Regions from separate parts of the Gossypium arboreum genome. Here region 1 is linked to region 2. Evidence: chromatin contacts called from public Hi-C data. All regions are on one chromosome and are shown on one strand. Each heading gives the region's core, a stretch centred on a gene start, on an enhancer-like site or on the middle of the called end of the contact. The rest is flanking DNA. Distances are from core to core; before and after follow the strand shown. Region 1 holds the start of LOC128289339. Region 2 has its middle 26 kb from the start of LOC108466699.

The links. A called contact is a pair of places that touch in the nucleus more often than the background predicts.
Region 1: a contact with region 2 is called in a Hi-C map of leaf, with 2.3 times the contacts expected there. The contact joins the promoter of LOC128289339 here to the enhancer-like site in region 2. A contact is called at or near these places in 2 of 5 Hi-C or Micro-C datasets (both in leaf).

The regions. Positions count from the first base shown.
Region 1 is chr2:86,628,174-86,632,101 of ASM2569848v2, forward strand. LOC128289339 reads left to right here and starts at 2,384. Exons shown (of 1, transcript XM_053025051.1): 1 at 2,384-3,012. The coding sequence starts at 2,553. The coding sequence ends at 2,795.
Region 2 is chr2:86,330,821-86,334,839 of ASM2569848v2, forward strand. No RefSeq gene overlaps it. Among protein-coding and RNA genes, the nearest start is that of LOC108466699, 26 kb to the left of the region's middle. Within about 2 kb of position 2,566, at least 1 of the 2 cell types and tissues checked has an H3K27ac peak or open chromatin away from gene starts, as enhancers often do. A contact at or near this core is called in leaf, where this site is marked.

The sequences.
Region 1 (3,928 bases), core at 1,134-3,633, 300 kb after region 2:
TTATAATACTAAATAAAATTTAGTTAATTAAATATTATTTTATAACTCAAGAGTAAAATTAACATTTTTTTGTTTATTCCTCACATATTCCTTAACACCATTCTAATAAACCAAATAATGTACTACTATTTCTCATCTATTACATTCTTGTCAACCAAAATACATAATACCTATTACGTCTCAATTTCATTCTCATTGAATATATATTTAATTCCTCTTCTATTCTAGCCTAACTAGCCAAATATATTGTAAATTCATTATCATTCGAACCTCTCACTTAACACTCCATACAAGTTTGATCATCATCATCGCACATTAAACTCATCATTTCCTTATTTTTGAAACTAAAGATTCCAAAATAAAAAAAAATTATTTTTATTTTTAATAAATTTTATAATTTTTAAACTGTTTTATGTTTTATGTTTTAATAATTTTAATATAAATTTCTATTACTTTACTATATATATTTTAAATTTTTTAATTTTTAAATTTTTTATAATGTTTTAGTACCTTTTAGCTTAAATAATTAAAAATCAATTAAGCCCTTAAAAACAGTGCAATTGGTTGCTCACTTTTAAAATTGACAAATATTAAATTACTTCACCGCATTCTGTAAGTGCATTAAAAGAGTAGATGTTAGTCACAAGTTTTAAAGTTGTATTGTACCTAATATAAGAATCAAACTTTAACCACTAATTAAGGTAAAAGAAACCATTACCATCTCCCAAGATTTATGATTGATTAATTAATTTTGTATTAAGGAATTAAGTGATTATAAATTTTGATTAACAACTTAATTGATTTTAAAATTATTTTACCAGAATTTTAAGTCAAATCTTTTATTTTCCTTTAAATTTATTAAACTCTAAAATTTTGAAATCTTGCAAAAAACAGACGGATAAAAATAAAAACTTAATTGAGGGTTTCAAAACTCCAAGAGAAAAATTGCTCTTTTCTGTTTTTATCTGAAGTGGATATTTATTAGTTATAGACGAAGCAAATCCTGAAACGCCACTTGGCATACTCATGCTTCACGCAACGAGTAGCTGCTGGCGTTAAAACTCGAATTTAAATCTCATTGATATCAATAATTAATAAACAACTCGTACCCTTTATCTCTAATTTTTTAAAAAATAAAAATAAATGTTAACTTAATGATAAAGGAATTTTAAATCTTGGTATAAATTAATTATAAAAATTAACTTGAATGATTTTACCTGTTTTGATCATATTAATGGCAAAAAAATTCTAAACCTCCAATCTTACTATTAATGTAAAATGAAACAAACGTGATAAAGATGAAAGCCAAACTTCCTCTCATGGAGTCATTTTCGTCAGATATTGAGTGAATGCCGCGTGGAAGAGCGTTTGGCTTTGGACAGGACAGCTCTGTCGTGGCTTTGAATGTGGAAAATTTGGGTGTTGTCCCAATTAATTTAAGATTAAGATGGAATGGGGGACCCTATCTTATAACAACCTTTAATTTAATTAGAAAATGAAAAATCAACGTTACATTTAGCTTTTTGAATTAAGGCTGCTGAATAAGCAATGATGGAGTGTAGGTAATATGCCATGTTTTTTACCTTTACCTTTAACGTCCCAAATATCCATTTGCCTAATCTTTGTTACATCAAGTACCCAAGTTACGTTAAGCTTTATAGCCATTAGTCTAATTATGGTACGATGGTCCCATCGCTATAATATTAACTGCCTAAATTTTGATATGTGAATTTTAGATATATAATTTTATTTAATTTAATTCTCACAAATTATTATTATTATTTTTTTAATAATTGATGTAAAAATATTTAAATTATAATGTTACAACACAAATATTCTTGTCACTAAATTTAAAATTATTATTACTATTAATATAATAATATTTAATGTTTACATATTATATACAAAAATAATTTTATATATCTAGCATAAAATTAAATATAAATATTTATTTTAATTTATATAATTAAATTAAAATATCGTATTCGTATGTATATATGTTTGAATTATAATTAAAATTTTATTTTTATAATTTTAATTTATATCTCCAATTACACATTTAATCAAATAAAAATTCAAATTCAAATTAATTTATACAATCTATATACAATCATTCACAATTACCGTATCAAAATTCGAAATCAACCGTATACGATCCTACTTATCCCGCAAGTCATTGAAACAAATAATAATAATAAAAACAATCACGTCTTCTAAAAGGGGTAGTTTGGGGAAGCTAACAAAATTAAGTATTGAAAAGAGACTTCTATACTCATTTTAAATAAAAACAAAAAAGTGTCGAAAATTACATACCCTTTGCCAAACAGCTTCCTTTTCCTCGCTATTCATGAAGAAATCATGTCATTTTCAGTATTATCATCCTATATATAAACCCTTCAAACTCTCCCCCCTCCCAAAAAAAAAAAAAAAAAAAAACAGGTATACAACTACAAGGCCTTGGGCGTGAGGCAGCAGCATTTGCAACTTGCAAATCTGCCAAATAAAAAAAAACAAAAAAAAAAAGAGAGAGGGTGCGAATTAGGTTTACAAATATGGAGCAAAAGAAGATCAACCATGAAAACAACAACAACAAAGCAGCTATAAGAGATGAAGATGGATATAAAGGAATCCCAATTCATAGCCAAGTGATGAAGATAAAGCGAGAGTTTGAGAAGATCAAGCACCCGTCATTGCAACAAGCTGATATGAGACGAGTGCTTCGGGAGATCACCAGGCAACGCTCCCGTTCCCCTCTCGGATTAGCTGAAAGACCTATAGCTGTTGGCCATTCCTAGAAACTTCCATCACCTTGTAGAAGCAAAAGTAAGAGGAAATAGTTACTTTCATACCCACCAACAGCTTTTTAGGATTAGATTGGATTTTTCTTTTCTTTTTTAATCACGCCCCTGTTTATGGATCTATCTGTTGTAGATATGTTTATGGAGAAAACACTTCCTCTGTTTCTCCCCTATATTAATTAATAACTTAAAAGGTCTTCTTGTTTGAATTAAACATTTAAACCAGCTAAGCTCCCTCTGTTTCTGGAACACAGTTTGGTTTATAGCAAATCACCTCTCTGTTTTTGGTACCCACTCCTCTTTTCCTACTCAAACATAAAAAAATATATAGGGCAGACACCGCAACGGATGCACCAAATCTAACCACCAGGTAAAACAAGTCAATTACTTAAACCGAAAGGAAAAGATTTGATGTGTGGGGTTGATAACAACAAGAAACAGAACCAAGTGCCAAAGAAGGAGCAAACTGTAATTACCGTTTCCATACCATAAGAAACTCGTGGTGGTTCTCCTTGGATCTTCAGCCTCTTTATGAGATCTATCATGACATCTATAATCAGGTCACTACACCGATTATAGATAGCACAACTCTTAAAACACTCTTATAAGCATCCTTGTACACTATGTCAACATGATTATGTGCTTAACACATGCATTTTCAATTTTTCTATGACAAAATATGTTTTAAGTACAATGAAGTTAAGTATCGACCATTACAACATCATGGATATTTGAAGGGGTAATTCAACCAAAGAGTGTCAAGTGAGCCACTAAGCCTCAAGACTAACACAATGCATCACCCTATTACCTAAGCGGTCAACCCGTGCAATTCACAACTTAATGGTATGTATCAATAAAATAAAAAATAAATTTAAATATAATATTTAAAAATTAATGATGTTATAAGTTGTTTCTAATAATTTTGTTAATTTATTATTTTTGAATTAAATTAAACATTTTGTTAATTTATTATTTTTGAATTAAATTAAACATTATGGTATTACATAATATAATATTTAAATAATATAATAAAAATAGTATTTATAGTATTACATAATATTTTGCTTTAGTTTTTAAAAACATGTTATGGTATGATACCAAATATCAATTTTCTAAATTGTGAATACAAA
Region 2 (4,019 bases), core at 1,316-3,815:
AACAAGCTACCAAATTGATATTCTAATTTGAACAGTAGGCAAAAACAAACCAACTCTTTTTTATTCAACCATTTGTATATAAATGATAAATCCCGAGTAAAAAACACTGGTCTCGGACTAATGGCTACTTATAGATTGCATCGTCAAGCCTTCTTTCAATATGAAAAACATGCCAACCTCATGAAGTTAATTCATCCTTATTCATAAAACAATATTAATTTTAAATTTATGTTTCACCTCATAGTCGAACAGTAGATAAAACAATAATCTTGGTGTAGTTAAAATTTTTGAGTTGGCATGTTTGATTTTTTAAATCATATAACTTATGATTTAAATTTGTTGAGCAGCAAATGAGGAAGAAATTTTGTCCTACAAAATAAATTAATTATCCTCATCCATTTGATAGCCTAGGAGAAGTTTGAAGTGCTTAGAGAGACTATCTTTATCCTTATCTTTTAAGTGATATGAGGTTGTTTTAATGATGGATTAATGAGATTATTTATTAGAGAATTTGTGCAAATAATTTCAGCATTTGACTAAAGGGATAAAGCTTTATCTTGTGGCTGCAGATCATGCTGTTCATTGCCTGCAGCTCGATGGGGATATTGTTGGACAGTTTGTTGAGTGTCTTTAGTTTTTGTATTTTGCTATTTTAATTGGGTAAATTAGTGACACTATTTTAGGTATTTATTGGAGAGAGTTTTATTGTTTGTATGTGGGGAGATTTTGGGAGAGTGGTTTGTAACCATTTGAGTTTAATATTGGGGCTGCAAATATTCATTGGTGTAAGGGTAGTTTGGACTTTAGCTAATAGTTGATTTGGACGAATTATGGAATAAAATATTCTCTAAGCAAGGCTTCACATATTAAAGAATTCGAATTGCGTTAACAAATATTACATATTATTTTCTCCTTACTTTTCTCTTTGCTTCACTTTATTTTAAAATTGTTCTATCATAATTTATTCTGTCCCATTCTTTACTTTAACAGAACTTAGAACAATTTATTTTGTAATCAACTAAATTATATGTTCCTACAATAGTTCAAATATCAAAGTTGGAACAAAGTGAAAACCAAAACTTTTTCATTTATTAATAAACTTATAGAAGCAATCAAACATCAATCTCAATAGAAAATATAAGAGATAAGTGCTTACAAAGTAGAAGAACTGGAAGAAGAAAACATTCTACATAAGGTAAAGAAATTTTAATTAAAGTGGTGGCTTGTGTAGTGTTTTACCTACTCAATTTCATGTTCTAAGCTCCTTAAAAGAAACTTTGCTTTGATAACTCAACAATGGCTAATTACTAGTAGGGACAAAAGGAAAATGAAATAAATATCTCAATGAATGCTTCACCTTTAAGTAAATATAGAATGTCTAAACCTAAACCTAAAACTTTAACCTCTAAATGTTTTTCAATCTACTAAATTGACCTATTAATCTAAACAAAGCTTGATCTAAACCTTTCATCCCTCCCTTGGCTGAAATGTATTATTCACACGCGGAGTAACATATCCACACCACTCACAATCAAGAAGTTACCTTTTATTAATTTTGGTACTATAACTACTTGAACCTAGATGGGTTCTGTAGGGATGAATTGGTTGGAGTTTACAATTTTGGCCTTTTGTATGTTTAAGAGAATGAACACCATTGTAGATTGTTGGAGAAAAATATGTGAAAGACATGAAAAACTCATTTTCTTGATATGTTTTCGGTAAAGGGAAGTTTTTGGCGATTGTTTAAAATAATAGAAAAGCGAAAGAGGGAAAAAAAAAAAAAACCAAACATTTGGTTCGTAATTATCAAAATCAAAATCTGAAATTATACGAGTAGCAACTTCTCTTTTATTTGTATTAAAAAAATAAACTAAAATAATTCTATGAATATAACTGTAACATTAATTAAAATGTAATACATCATTTCGTTTCACACTGGTTTGGTTGAAAATGAAAATTAAAATTGAAATTGATTAGTGGAGAAGACTCTTCTAAATTTCTAGAAATGGAGCAATGGGTTCACATGCCGACCGTACATGTAATGTATTCTGGATATTTCATTTTCATCCAAGTTCAAACGTTTTAGTCAACTTGGCTAACTAAGTTAGGTTGACGTTCTAGAGATAAGAAAATGAAGTGAAGAAAGTGTTAGGGTTCTCTGTTCACAATTAGTTTCAACTTCATTTTGTTAATGAGGACCTGACTAATGGAAGTTTTTCTTTTTAATGCAAAAGTGTAGAGGAAGCCTTGGTTAAATGGGGGAAGAGTTTATAGATAATTATATTGATTATGATTATAATTTTTGAAAATATATACTAATAATATTTATAAATATAAATTACTGTTTTAATTGGAGAAATCTATTTAATACTTTCATGCTTTTATTATTATTCCTTAATTTTGGAATTTCTTTTGTAAGATTAAATCACTTACGTCTCATCAAAGCCTCTCTTTTTTTAAAAAATTTTCATGCAATTCATGGCCGTATTTTGGGCCAAATAAAACCCAAAGTAATATGCGGGCGAAATTTTGGGTTTCTTATTTCATTTATCAACTAAGACAAGTCCCGGCGGAACAGCTGAAGTGGTTTGGGCTGTGGCTATTGGATTCGGGTTTTTTCTTTAGACAGTTTTAACTATACCTAATAAAATTATACTATATAAATAAAAGGCTTAATATTTTATTTAATATTTGGGTTTCATACTTTTTTAAGTGGTGGTGGTTTTTTTCAATGTGGTAAAATTTATATATTTTAATTCCAAAAGGTGAACGATGTTATTTTTTTTTTCAATAGTTAATTTCATTTCAGTACGGCCCATGTTAGTCAAAATATTCTGTTCTGGTGATAAATTGGAAAAACAAATTTTAATGTCCATTCTGGCGTACATTTTGGTAGGTATTGACTATATTAGTGTATATTGGTTGATATCGTTTATACTGGCTGGAATATGGTATATTAACCAGTAAAAAAAATGAAATTTAAGATATTGTTGAATGATTAATTGCTATATGCATAGTAAGTATGGGATGATTTTATTATTTAATTTATAGATTGTTGTTGGTTTTGAGTTTGTTTAATGATAAATGTATTTGTGAAGATTATTAAAAAGTATTTTATATAATTGATGAGTATTTATATTTGAGATTTATTTGCTATTAGATATTTGTAAATATTTTATGTACATAAATCAATTTTTTTTAAAATTTGCGATAAATTTAAAATGATACACCGAAATAGATCGATACCAATATGTACCAATACTAGTAGAAAAACGATACGTCTACAAGTTTGATATTGACTCCCTTGCTTTTTAGTGTTTAATTCAGGTTTAAGGTTGATTTGATTTTTTTTGGTATAATCATAGGTGCCATCATTCGTTTTATAGTGTTAGACCAATCTTGTTTAGGTCAGGGGTGGTATTCAAGCTTAAGGTTCATTTGATGAAAACTAAATGCTAATATTATGAGTTTTAAATTTTCATGATTTTGTTAATAAAATTGTTGCAACCTTAGCTTTTCTATATCTGAAATGTCTTCTAATGTTCGAACAACTCCTTAGGTTGTATATTTTGATCACCATGTTCATTCCGATGTTTAAATAGCTATCTGTAGTGGACCTTATTTTTTTTTATCTAAGCCTATTTTTCAGGCCTATATTTTTACTTAAATCCTCTTATTTTTCGAGTAGGCTCTCAGGTCTCTAATTTTGATCACCATGTTCATTCCATTATTTAAATAGCTAACTATATTGGACCTTAACTTTCTTATATCTGAATTCTGAAGTGTCTCCTCATGTTCGAACAACTCCTTAAACTATATATTTATTCCCATATTAGAAGTGGAGATGTCTGAAAATTATTTATTTTCTACATGGGGAAATATAGAGAAGCAGACTGCTTCAATCGTTATCGAAAATTGAATTGCAAAGTTAACATATAAACATAAAACTTTTTTCCATGTTTAATGACATATTATTGTATTATTCGTACTGGTTTTATTTTGATATTTTCCATTGTAAG